Linked DNA regions of Mus musculus: region 2 is linked to region 1. Evidence: chromatin contacts called from public capture Hi-C data. All regions are on one chromosome and are shown on one strand. Each heading gives the region's core, a stretch centred on a gene start, on an enhancer-like site or on the middle of the called end of the contact. The rest is flanking DNA. Distances are from core to core; before and after follow the strand shown. Region 1 overlaps Prex2 (phosphatidylinositol-3,4,5-trisphosphate-dependent Rac exchange factor 2). Region 2 overlaps A830018L16Rik (RIKEN cDNA A830018L16 gene).

The links. Capture Hi-C pulls out chosen DNA fragments and counts their contacts.
Region 2: a capture Hi-C map of embryonic stem cells shows a contact between it and region 1, with 6 times the contacts expected there. The contact joins two enhancer-like sites. A contact is called at or near these places in 2 of 115 datasets of contacts at active chromatin or transcription factors (both in embryonic stem cells) and 1 of 9 other capture datasets (embryonic stem cells).

The regions. Positions count from the first base shown.
Region 1 is chr1:11,094,003-11,099,662 of GRCm38.p6, reverse strand. Prex2 (phosphatidylinositol-3,4,5-trisphosphate-dependent Rac exchange factor 2) reads right to left here. Exons shown (of 40, transcript NM_029525.1): 7 at 1,067-1,200. Among named protein-coding and RNA genes, the nearest start is that of Gm24173, 37 kb to the left of the region's middle. Within about 2 kb of position 2,147, at least 28 of the 459 cell types and tissues checked have an H3K27ac peak or open chromatin away from gene starts, as enhancers often do. A contact at or near this core is called in embryonic stem cells, where this site is marked.
Region 2 is chr1:11,561,614-11,567,273 of GRCm38.p6, reverse strand. It overlaps A830018L16Rik (RIKEN cDNA A830018L16 gene), which reads right to left. Exons shown (of 14, transcript NM_001160369.2): 5 at 4,283-4,311. Among named protein-coding and RNA genes, the nearest start is that of A830018L16Rik, 150 kb to the right of the region's middle. Within about 2 kb of position 2,238, at least 5 of the 459 cell types and tissues checked have an H3K27ac peak or open chromatin away from gene starts, as enhancers often do. A contact at or near this core is called in embryonic stem cells, where this site is marked.

The DNA.
Region 1 (5,660 bases), core at 898-3,397:
ACTCTGCTCTCAAAGTAGTTCTAGGCCTCCAAAGGCTTGATGAAGCCTGTGAACGATCTGGGTTGTTTCTGGTTGAAGGAATTATTCACAGGCTTCTCTATGTTGGAAGAAAGGACACCTCAATCTAGTTCAGTGGTTCCCAGTGTTCCTAACACTGTGACTGTTTAGTGCAGTACCTCATGTTGTCATGACTCCCAACCATAAGATTATTTCATTGTTACTTATAACTGTACTTTTCCTACTGTTATAAATCATAATTTAAATAGCTGACATGCAGGATATCTGATATGCAGGATATATAAGGGGTCACAGCCCACAGGTTGAGAATTACTGATCAAGTTATTCCCATTTCTAGCCACTGTGCAGTCTGCATTGTGAATAAGGATATCTACTATAGACATAATAAGATTTTACTTCAATATAACCTTTCAGTAATTTTCTGGGTGACGATAAGATCACATTACACCAGTATACTGATAATAATTTTGCAAAAGTTCTGGATTTGATGATAGACACACTAGCTTTCAGGATGGGATGATTAAAGTGGAGGTTCAAATTCATAACTGCTAGTGCTAACAAGCTTCAGGTACCAGCATAGGACTGGTGGCAGAGGTGTTAACAGGGAAGGGAATGGGGGCCCAAGGTTCTCAATGTGTCACGTACAGGAATTTTGAAAATAGCCTGGATGATGACAGAAGCAGACTGGAAATTGATCAGAGATCAAAGCAGAGACACTATGTTCTGTGAGTGATCAATTGGGAAAACATATGAACAGAATCTCACATTGCCAACTCTCCTACAGATACAGGAAGAAATGGCTCAGAAGCTAACTAAGAAAGGGGGAACACACCAACATCTCTGATAGGTTATGCCTCCCCTTGAAAGAGCTGTTGGGGGAAAGTCACAAGAGATACTGAGTCATTGGCCATGATTACCCAGCAGGTAAAGAAAGCAAGCAAGCAGGCTGGGCTGAAATGGGTTATTAGTGAGATGAGTTCTAGGATTCCTGTGGGGATCCTGTAAGATCAAAATAATAATTCCAAAATGTGAATTTTTATAAGCTTACCTGTGTTTTCTTTTGCAGTATACTAAAAGATTATCAAAAAGAAAAAACACTCGTTCTTGAATATTTCCGGAAGAAATTTTCATTAGGACTCCACACATCAGCATCTCAGTACAGGTGTCAGTAATGTTGGACCCCTGAGGCAGGAAAAGAAATGATGATTTGTCTGATTGCCTAACATTATTATCTTTATAGTGCTGGGATCAAATGAAGGGTGTCTTACAAGTAAGACAAGTACAATGCCACTGTACCTTATCTGCAAGTCCTGCCTGACTTTTTGTATGCAATTATGCTCTTTAACTTTTCACTTGTTTTGTTTTTTTTTTTTCATTAACAACTATCATGTACACAGTCAAGGTGGTTACACTGAATGCTGTCTCCGTCCCAGTCTGCATAGAGAATCTACGTTTACCCAGAGACAACTGAAGCTCCAACAGCAGCCATGCTAAAACAGGCCCATAGACAACTACAGAGGTAAGGGTGGAAAATCTTCCCTAGTTAAGAGCACACCAACTGATCATCCAATATCAAATGGTCAGCCTAGCAACTCAAGTATAACAGGGAAGGAAAAGACACAATCACATACACACATGTGCACGTGCGTGTGCATGTGTACATACACCCCCACACACCCCCACAGGCATACATGCACACACATATTCACACACTTGCACATATATACTTGTAACAACAATAACAAGAAAGAGGAAGGGAGGTCACGAATTTCAAAGAAGACAAGGAAGTGGGTATATGACAGACAGAGTTTGGGGCCAGGCAAGGGAAGGGAGGAATGATATAATTTCATTATAATCTCAAGAATTAAAAAAAAAAAGAAGAAGAAGCCTGTTATTAGCGGGTATCAATTTAAAGATATCATCTAATTATAGAAAGGAGGAGACAATAGAAAAAGAAAAATGGACTGGAGGGAGACTTAGAGGATGAGAGGCTTGGTTCCCATCACCCAGGCCAGGTGGCTCACAAGCCCTTGAACTCCAACCCACCAGGGATCTGATGCCTCTAGCTGATTCTTAACACAGACCTGAGAGGAGAATAGAGGCCAGAGAGAAGCAGCCACTCCCAGGCATCAACATAATTTAGCTCAGCAGAGAGCTGAACACACCGCTCTCAACACCTCCACTGGGCTCCTACAGTGTCTGGCTCACTTCCTGCTAGCACTTGTAAGCTGTTTGCTGCCACCTAGCCATCCATATACTGCACAGGCTGAGTCAGATTTAAGAGAGACAAATAAAAGAATTCAAACTTTCAGCTGGTCTCTACAGCTAGAATATTTCAGCTTTAAATGTGCCTGCTTTCTTTTAACCCATAGGTAAATTGCTGGGTTTTATTTAAATCAAAGTTTCTATCTTTTGGTTTTGATACTTAATATTCAAAACATTAAGCATAGCCTCATATTTCCATAATAATTACTGATAGGTTATATCTCCAATGTCAATGAAAAGATCCATTTCAAAATAGATTAGATTAGATTAAAGGCAGGTTAGTTAGGAATTAGGATTGAGGCCAGGGGAATCTCCAAGGGGAAGTGGGAGGAGAGAAAGAGAGAAAGAGCATGAGTACAGAGAAAAGAGAAGAAGAAGAGAGCAAGAAAGACAAAAATGTCTGGGTTATATAGGAAAAGCCTCTGAGGGAATGGCAGCCCAGCTCCTGGGCTGGGAGTTTAGGATTGGGGGCAAGGTATGTCAGGTAAGGATTGGGGAATGCTGGGAGAACCTGAAGGCCAGTTCTGCTTTGATATGTAAAATACATACCTCAGTCCTTTGTCCAAAGTCCTTTGTCCAAACAACTACTAGTATTGGTCTTATAGTCTACTACAAATAGAGTTAAACAAAAACTCAAATCTATTTTAAAATTCTAAAGTAGAAATTAATAAAGAGGTGTTATTATATTCACTTGCTTATCTATATTCCAAACATATTTTGTTTTAGGAAACCTCTTCTTAAAATTTCTTTTTATCCTGACAGAACAGAATCAAATGGAGATGTTGTAAATCTTTACACAGTTTGATCAACACTCCTGTGCTCACTGAGCCCCAAATTACCATGAACATGAACCTAGGTCTCAATACAGTAGCATGATTGCTTATTACTTCCTTGTGAGTATATAATTCCTTATTTTGGGGATAACCACAGTTAAAATAGCATTTTAAAGAAAGCATACTTACCAAGACTCAAGGACTTTAAGCTTAATTACTAAACAGTGTCATGTTAATGATATTCATTCATCAAAATACCTCACTGTGAATCCAGAACCTACAGCTAAAACCACATAATTGATCCACCCAAAGTGAGGTGAAATTGAGTGTGGCCCAGTACTATGAAGTAAGTCAACAGCTCTAATTAAATATCTGGTAGTTTTCTTGGCAAAGTAGATTCTTTGTTGGCCTATGAGCTCACAAGGTCTAGTAGGGTACTCTGAAACTCTTCACTTTCTGGCTGTATCTCACTTTTTCATTATCAAAATCTTCTCAAATATAGTGGGTATTGCCATTCTCCTGGGAAGTAATATAATAAACTGTGGTGGTAAAAGGATAATTTCAAAGATTAGCAGTTAAAGCATAAGCTGTATATTTTCTTGGCCATAGTTATTGCATAAATGCTGAGAAAAACTTGTATTTACTGCTAAAGGGCAGGTAAGAAAACAATACTTCAAAGAATCAGCTTTTTTTTTTCCTTAGTTGTAAATTTACAGACCTAAACTTTATCAGCTTCTTGTTTTGAGAAACTGGGTATGCTAATTATCCTAACATAACTTCAGTAAAATGTTCAGACTCATAAGTCACTGTTGAGTATGGTTGACCCCCACCCCACCCAGGTTCATATCCTAGAGATATTGTATTAAGTCAGGCTAGGCTGACTCCATGACAGACTTCACATTGGTAGTTCAGAAGACTAGGCCTTAATCTCTGTTTCCAAGACCTCAGAACCTGCCCTACCCCATCACCTGACCCGAGGTAAGAACAATAGGTCATCAACAGTTTCCAAACTTCCCCACCAACAGTTTCTAGCCCCCTACATCTCAGCACTGGTTCTGGAATGTCCCTAGAGATAGAGCCAATGATTAAGATAGAGGTCACCTACCCATCCCTGGAATTCCTCTAATGTGCTTTAAATCAGGCCTTTGAGCTCACTGGATGTTTCTGTCATGGTAGATGGTAGACCCCAGCATGCTAGACTTCTGCAGAATAAAATGCTCTTTGTGTATACATACTATTTGAATTTGGGGTATCATTCTTCTGTGAATCATGGACCTTTACAGTATGACAATGTTGGTGAGTAGTGAATTAGGTCACAGGCACTAACCTCACAAATGTTAAAGCAGATCTTATGGACTGGGTCATTTCCCATGAAAATGAATTATTGAAAGGGAGCCTGGTTACTTCTACCTTCTATAAGTGAGTTAGCTCTTCTCATGAACTCCCAGGATGTTCTGTCGTCTGCCCGGAAGCTCTAGAGACTTGAGCAAATACCTATAACAAACTTTTGGCTCCCCCATACCCTGAGCTAAATGGCCAAAGTTAAGTATTCCCTTCAGTTGCTTACATTAGCAAATCAATATGTCCTAAAGGTGAATGACTGATTAGCCAAGGAATTCTACCTTCCTGTAGCCAAATTAACTCAAATAAGATTATTACAGTCTTAGATGTCTAAATAGAGTCTGGGATGTCATGCTAAAAGGTTTGAAGAAAATAGAGCCTATTCAACTTTAGTTAGAGCTTTAGTTAGAGTTAGAGTCAGGAAGTTCAGTTGCTCCAAAATCATTTTCAAGTTTCACACTGTTTCTATTGGTTATCTGACCTACACCATTTCTGTAAAGTTAACTTTTATTTGAAAAGTCCACAGCTGTCATAGTTAAAGTTACTATTGGTATGATGAAACATCACAGCCCAAACCAAGTTGGGAAAGAAAGCGTTTATTCAGCTTACACTTCCATATGGCAGTTGATCATTAAAGGAAGTCAAACAGGACAGAAAGCTGATGCAGAGGTTAGGGAGGAGTGCTTCTTATTGGCTTGCTTCATCTGACTTTCTCAGCCTGCAGGACCTAGGATGACCAGCCCAGAGATGGTCCCAACTACAATAGTCTGGGTCCCTCCCATCAGCATTAATTTTAAAAATGCCCTATAGGCTTGCCTACAGCTATTTTCTCAATTGAAGTTCCTTCCTCTTAGATAACTATAGTTGTGTCAACTTGATGTCAACCTAGCCAGCACAATGGCTTGGACTCATATACCTTAAGTTGTTGGGAGTTATTAAGACAACTCTATTGTCTTGATCTCCGAATTGGGCCTCTCCCCCCGAGAAAAAAAAGGGGTCAAAAGCGGGCCACCAAAGCACCGTTTCGAGAACAACCACAGAATGTTCCAGCCCTAAGTCAGCGCCAGATGTCCTGACCACAAGATATACCCTGATACCACCAATTTCCTGCTTCCCCATGTAGTTGCCAAAAGGAAAATTTCTGCTGTCCCATCCCTCCTGCTGAGAAGTACTTCCTCCTTTGCTTGTGCATTTCCGCTGCTCCATTCCTCCTGCTGAGAAGTATTTCCCCTTTTGCTTGTGCATTTAAGCCTTGAGCCTTGC
Region 2 (5,660 bases), core at 989-3,488, 470 kb before region 1:
ATCTATTCACATCACTTGCCTGATTTTAACCTAGTTGACTGCTTTGTGTTATTAGACTTAGGGACTCTTTACATATATTGGAGGACACCATTGATCAGGGTGTGATTTTTTTTAAGTTTTCTCCATCCCCATAAACAGCCCCCTCACCCCATAACTACATTCCTTGTTATACAGTGTTTAAGGCTGTTTTTGAGAACACTATTGAATGCATGATACAGCAAAGGGTAAATGAGAGATGATCCTCTTAAGTCTGGGCAGGAGGCATGATGGGTCCCCAAACTGATGCTTTGCTTTCATCTTGTGGGTGGTGGTGACAGTGAGACACACAGTTTCCTTGTGTGGAGGAAAAGCACAGAAACTCGGTGCCACACTGTGGGAGGTCTATCATTTGGTGCCACACTGTGTGGGAGGTCCGTGCTTTCCTCATGTTCTATTCCCTTTGAAAGTTTTTTTCATACATATTTTTAATATTTCATACTTTCAATATTTAGCTGTGCTTATAAATTTGTTTTCAAGGGGAAATTCATGTCATTTTTAAAATAGTTGCCATCTAAATGAGGGACAATGAACCAGCATTTGTAAACAATTCCTTGCAGGAGCAGGACATGGTACATATTTCTGAAATGAAAGACTCAAGAGTCAGTCCCATGCTGATTGATATGGGTGGTTTCTTCTTTTCTGATGAAAAAATACAGATACACATAGTGTCTGATCAGAAGGCACATTTCCATGAAGTCACTGTGTGCTCTTAGGCATATTCAAGAATGACTTAGGAAGGCTAGACGGTCGGCCAGGAACATGAAAATAAACAGACTTTACCACCTAGAGGCATTGTCTTTTTGACCCCACTTACTCCTCTAGACTTTGGTGAGTACAGTGTAGCATCTGAACAGCAAAGCGGAAAATTAAGCATGAAGTACAGATGTGAGGCATAAGACCGAGAATGAATTCTAGCCTTGGGCATAGGTACGTAGTTTGGCAGGCCGCAGAAGTTCTAGGAAAAACTTCCAGGCAGATTCTGCCCGTTTCCTCTGCTGACTCATCTTAAGTAAAACATCCTAGCATCAGAGACTGAGAAAGCAGTTGATCTGGGTGCTTTTTCCAAGTGAAAAGTATAAAATGTGAGGGAGGCAAGAAAAGTAAGAGAAGCTAGAAGGGCCACAGCTTAGTTGCTAGAGGGCTTGAATGCCAGGATCCTAGCACACACAAACCAGCTTTAGTAATGCATATCTGCATTTCTAGGGCTAGGACTGTGGATGTGAGTGGATCAGAAAGCCAAGGTTTTACACAGCTTAATAGAGTGAGTTCAAAGCTATCCTGGCCTATGTGAACCTAGTATCAGTACAGACAGACAGACACACAGACAGACAGACAGTGAGATATGTATTTAGATTCCAGAAGGCATACCTGAACAGGACTGGTTTCTCAAAGTTTTGTAGTATTTCTTTTTTACGGGAAAGGATTTCTAATATATGTACACATACTATGTGTGTGAATGTACTTATGGGTGGAAAAGAAGGCATGGATTTGAAGGAGAGTGGAGAAGATTATATGGGAGGAATTCAAGGAAGCAAAGGAAAGGTAGAAACATTATGATTATATTAGAAATTCTTTCCCCTAAAAAAGAACTACTATAAAATTTTAAAAAATAATAAAATAAAAATAAAAAGTCTTGTATTTACAGGTGTCTGAACTTGGATCTTTTTTAGGTCAAGAAAATTCAAAACTGTGAGTTTTATGGCCACACGGGGGTGCTGCGGGACAGTGATGCTTCCGCGCGACTGGCAGAGGGTCTGGGTCTTCTTGAAAGCCTGGGATCCTCTACCCTCTCCTTGAACATCAAATATGAACGGCATCAAGATGAAAGTCATCAAGATTTTGTTCACTGACAAAAAATCTTTTTAAATATCTTTTCAAAAAGAAAAATTACTGTTTCCCTCAATTGAAATAAACATTGTAAATTTTCATGAAGTTTTCAGAAACAAGTATTAGATTAAGTGACTAAAATGAGCACTGTTGTGTAGATTTGTGGATTGGACTACCGTTCCCTGCCTCCTCGCCCAGTACTGAGAAGAAAGCGTGTGGGAAGGGATGTACATTGGAGGTGGAAGGCATCTGAGCACGTGTCAAGGCAGACCTAAGTCACTCTCGTGATATCCAAATCCATTTCAGTGAAGATACAACCAGTGCAGGGCTGGACCTGAACCAGTTGGTTGCCCACATGTGGATCCAGGTCCTCTATCTGAGCTGCCTTGCCTGGCTTCAGTGAGAGGATGGGGGTTGGGGAGGGGAGTGTTTGTTACATCAGAGGGGAAGGCTATCTCTTCTCAGAGAAGGGAAGGGGAGCTGTGTGAGGGCTACTGGGAGGAGGGGGCTGATATTGATATGTGAAGTAAATTGATAAATTAATTTAAAAGAGATTAATAAGAGAGAGGGGAGTCCTTGAGCTCATCAATAAAGTACAACAATTTCACCGTTACTCAGGAGGAGGGGAGGTGGGACAGTCAGTGAAAGCTCCACAAGTTCTTAGTTACAGGTCAGGTGTCCAGGTTGTATAGGGGAGCTTAGAGGGGAAAAAAGGCAGGGATCTGCAAGAGCAGGCCACAGTATTTAAGTTTTTGCAAATTGTGAACATTTTTCATGACCTAGGAAAGCAAGGAATGAGGGAGGAGAGAGGGAGGGAGAGAGAGAGAAGGAAGGGGAGGGGGAAGGAGAGGGAGAGGGGGGAAAGGGGGAGGGGGACTGGGAGAGGGAGAGGGAAGGAGAGAGGGGGAGAGGGAGGGAAGGGGAGAGGGAGAGAGGAAGAGAGGGAGAGAGGGAGGGAGAATGACAGACAGATGGAGGGAGGGAAGGAGGGAGAGAGAGAGAGTAGAAATGATGTACAAAGGTGGGAGAGTGCAGCTGGCTCTCCCTCCACTTGCTGTTCTCCATACATAGCTATTCAACTAGGTTTAAAACTAGGTTTAAAACACCATGATGGTTACTGACAGAAACCTTGTCAAAGAGTATATCCAGACTTTTGGGCTTTTTTTTTTTAAGCGACTCAGACATACATTTTAAAAATATCAAAGTTGTATTACTATTTGGTATGAACAATACCATTTGTACTTTTGTACTGTTCTTTGCTATTTTTACATGTAGTGATGTATATCGTCTCAATCTGTGCAGCCTTTTATCAATGATGGCTCTCTCCCTGTCATCCACTTCTAACTACATTTCTAATGCCAGATTTCTTCCATCCATAGGTGAAAATTGTAGTATATTAAATGAAGACAAGGATAGGAGAATTCAGCAGCTTTCAACTGTTCTCAGTATAAAAGAGGTTTATAGGATGCAAAGACCTCTTCTTCGGTAATATTTTGTTTTGGAAAATAAGGTATTTTTCATTGATATGTTGTTTTGAAAATGCAACAACTTTACTTAATACCATTTAAAAATAACAAACACATAAAATTTTATCTGTTTGAATTTCTCACATGGCAAATATTGCCAGATGGAATGTGCATGAAGTCAACGTCTTTAGTGACCTCTGCAATACTGATGAGCTATAAGGGTCCTTCGACTAAAAGACATTGAAAACTTAGATCCAGATGACTCACAAGCATGTTGTTTGAAACAGATCTGCTCTGTGAGCACCAACTGTACAAACATGTTTAATAGACAGTTCAAAATGAATTCACACAAAGAGAACTCTTCATAACAGCCCAACTGTTCCCAACTGTTTCCTGGTCACTGCAGTTTGAGTAGAAGCCAAATTTCACAACTCAGGAGTCACTGCCTGACTTCTGTGACTGCAGAGCCCCCAAGAGCGGTGAGTGCTACAGGTGTTACTGCGAGGATATATATCCAATCTATGTATCGCTGTTCACACTGCTCCCATTGGGGATATATATCTAATCTACATATCTCTGTTCACACTACTCCCATCACCCCGGCAGGCAACTGTCACAGTGCTTCAGACTAAACCAAGCAAACAAAAATCATTAATGAGGAAGGGTAGAGGTAAAAAATGTCAAGTTCCTTCCATATCGTTACCATCATGGTTAGCACCATCATCATCATCACTATGGTTACCACCATCAACATTGCCATCATCAGAATAGTCATCATTATCATCATCACCATTATCATCATCATTTTTCATTAAGAATTATCAAAGTGTTAACATATTATAACCAAATAAACTATCTTGGGACATTTTGTATGTTTCAGAAAAAATAATTGAGAGGTGGGTTCAAACTTAAGTCCTGCATTTAATCATTAGATACAGAGCTCAGCTTACCTTATCAAGTTCATCTGAAATCGCGATACCTGGGATTCAAAAGAGATTTACAAGATAGTTTTAGAAGCAATCCTTGATAACCTTGTGCTACAAACAACAACAATTCTAGAAATAAATCTAGTGTGTTACCTATTCAATGTTGTGAATTTTCATTGGTTCTTTAAAAAAAAATAAAGGTATGTCCATTCTACTTATGAAAGCATATTAGGAAATAAACTCAGTGGTGTCTGTCAGGACCTGCTGGCGCTGCACGCTAAAGGAGGGAAAAGCAGGTGTTTCCTGAGGTTCTCAGAGTCAAAGCCAACTTGCAAGACAATCATAGAGATGCCTGTCAACTCTGTCCACCCCCTCAGACACCTTTATTACTTTTGTTTTCCTTCATTCCTTCCCTCCTTCCTCTCTTCCTTCCTTTCTTTCTCCTTCCCTCTTTCCCTCCTTCCCTCCCTCCCTCCTTCCTTCCTTCCTTCCTTCCTTCCTTCCTTCCTTCCTTCCTTCCTTCCTTCCAACTTAAAATATTGTGGGTTTCTTCTACTTTTTGTGTCCTTCCCAGGAATTTTCTTGGGGAGAGTTCTTTCTTAAATACCAGGGCTCCTTGCTGAAACATGTTTACTTCACACTTAGTATAAGTCCTTTCTACTAACCCACACCATCATGTTTCCTTCTCTACAGAAAAAAATCTTGTTAGCATTTCAATCTCCCCCTTCCTGATCCACTGTTTTTTTTTTATTTTTTGTTTTTGTTTGTTTGTTTGTTTGTTTGTTTAATAAGCTATGATACTATGCCATGTTAGAGCTAGGAAGAGTCTCCATGACTGGGGACTCGACTCATGTTTCTGTCAGATGGAAGAAATGAGCTAATGTCAAGTCAGATGAAGAAGGATCAGGAGACAAGGAAAAATATGAAAGTTTAAAGTGCAAGGGAACACAAGAATGTCAGAATAGGATTTGAAGCATAAGTATAGTAGAACCTGTAGGCAAACAGGAAGCAGCTGAACCAGACAGCAGAATGAGAAAGCAACCTAAGGAAAGAAACCTGACCAAGAGTCTCAGGGTGTTCAGTTACTCCTCCTGCAGACATAGCAGAACCTGCAGAAGGTGTTCAGGCTGCTCAGCCAGTCCCCACTCAACCCACAGCAGCCTAGTAAATCAATGATTATACACAAGAGAGAACACCGCCTATTTCTTCATCTCAGTTCTCCTTATAGATGAAACGCAACATGCAACATAGCTAAAAACGCATTTCTCACAGCAATAGTCCACAGCATTCTCTTTTATAATAGTCGTTGGTGAGGACAGGGATAATGGCTCCATTGATAAAATGTTTACTATGAAAGTTATGAAGACCTGAGATCAGAACCCTGGCACTTACATAAAACTCT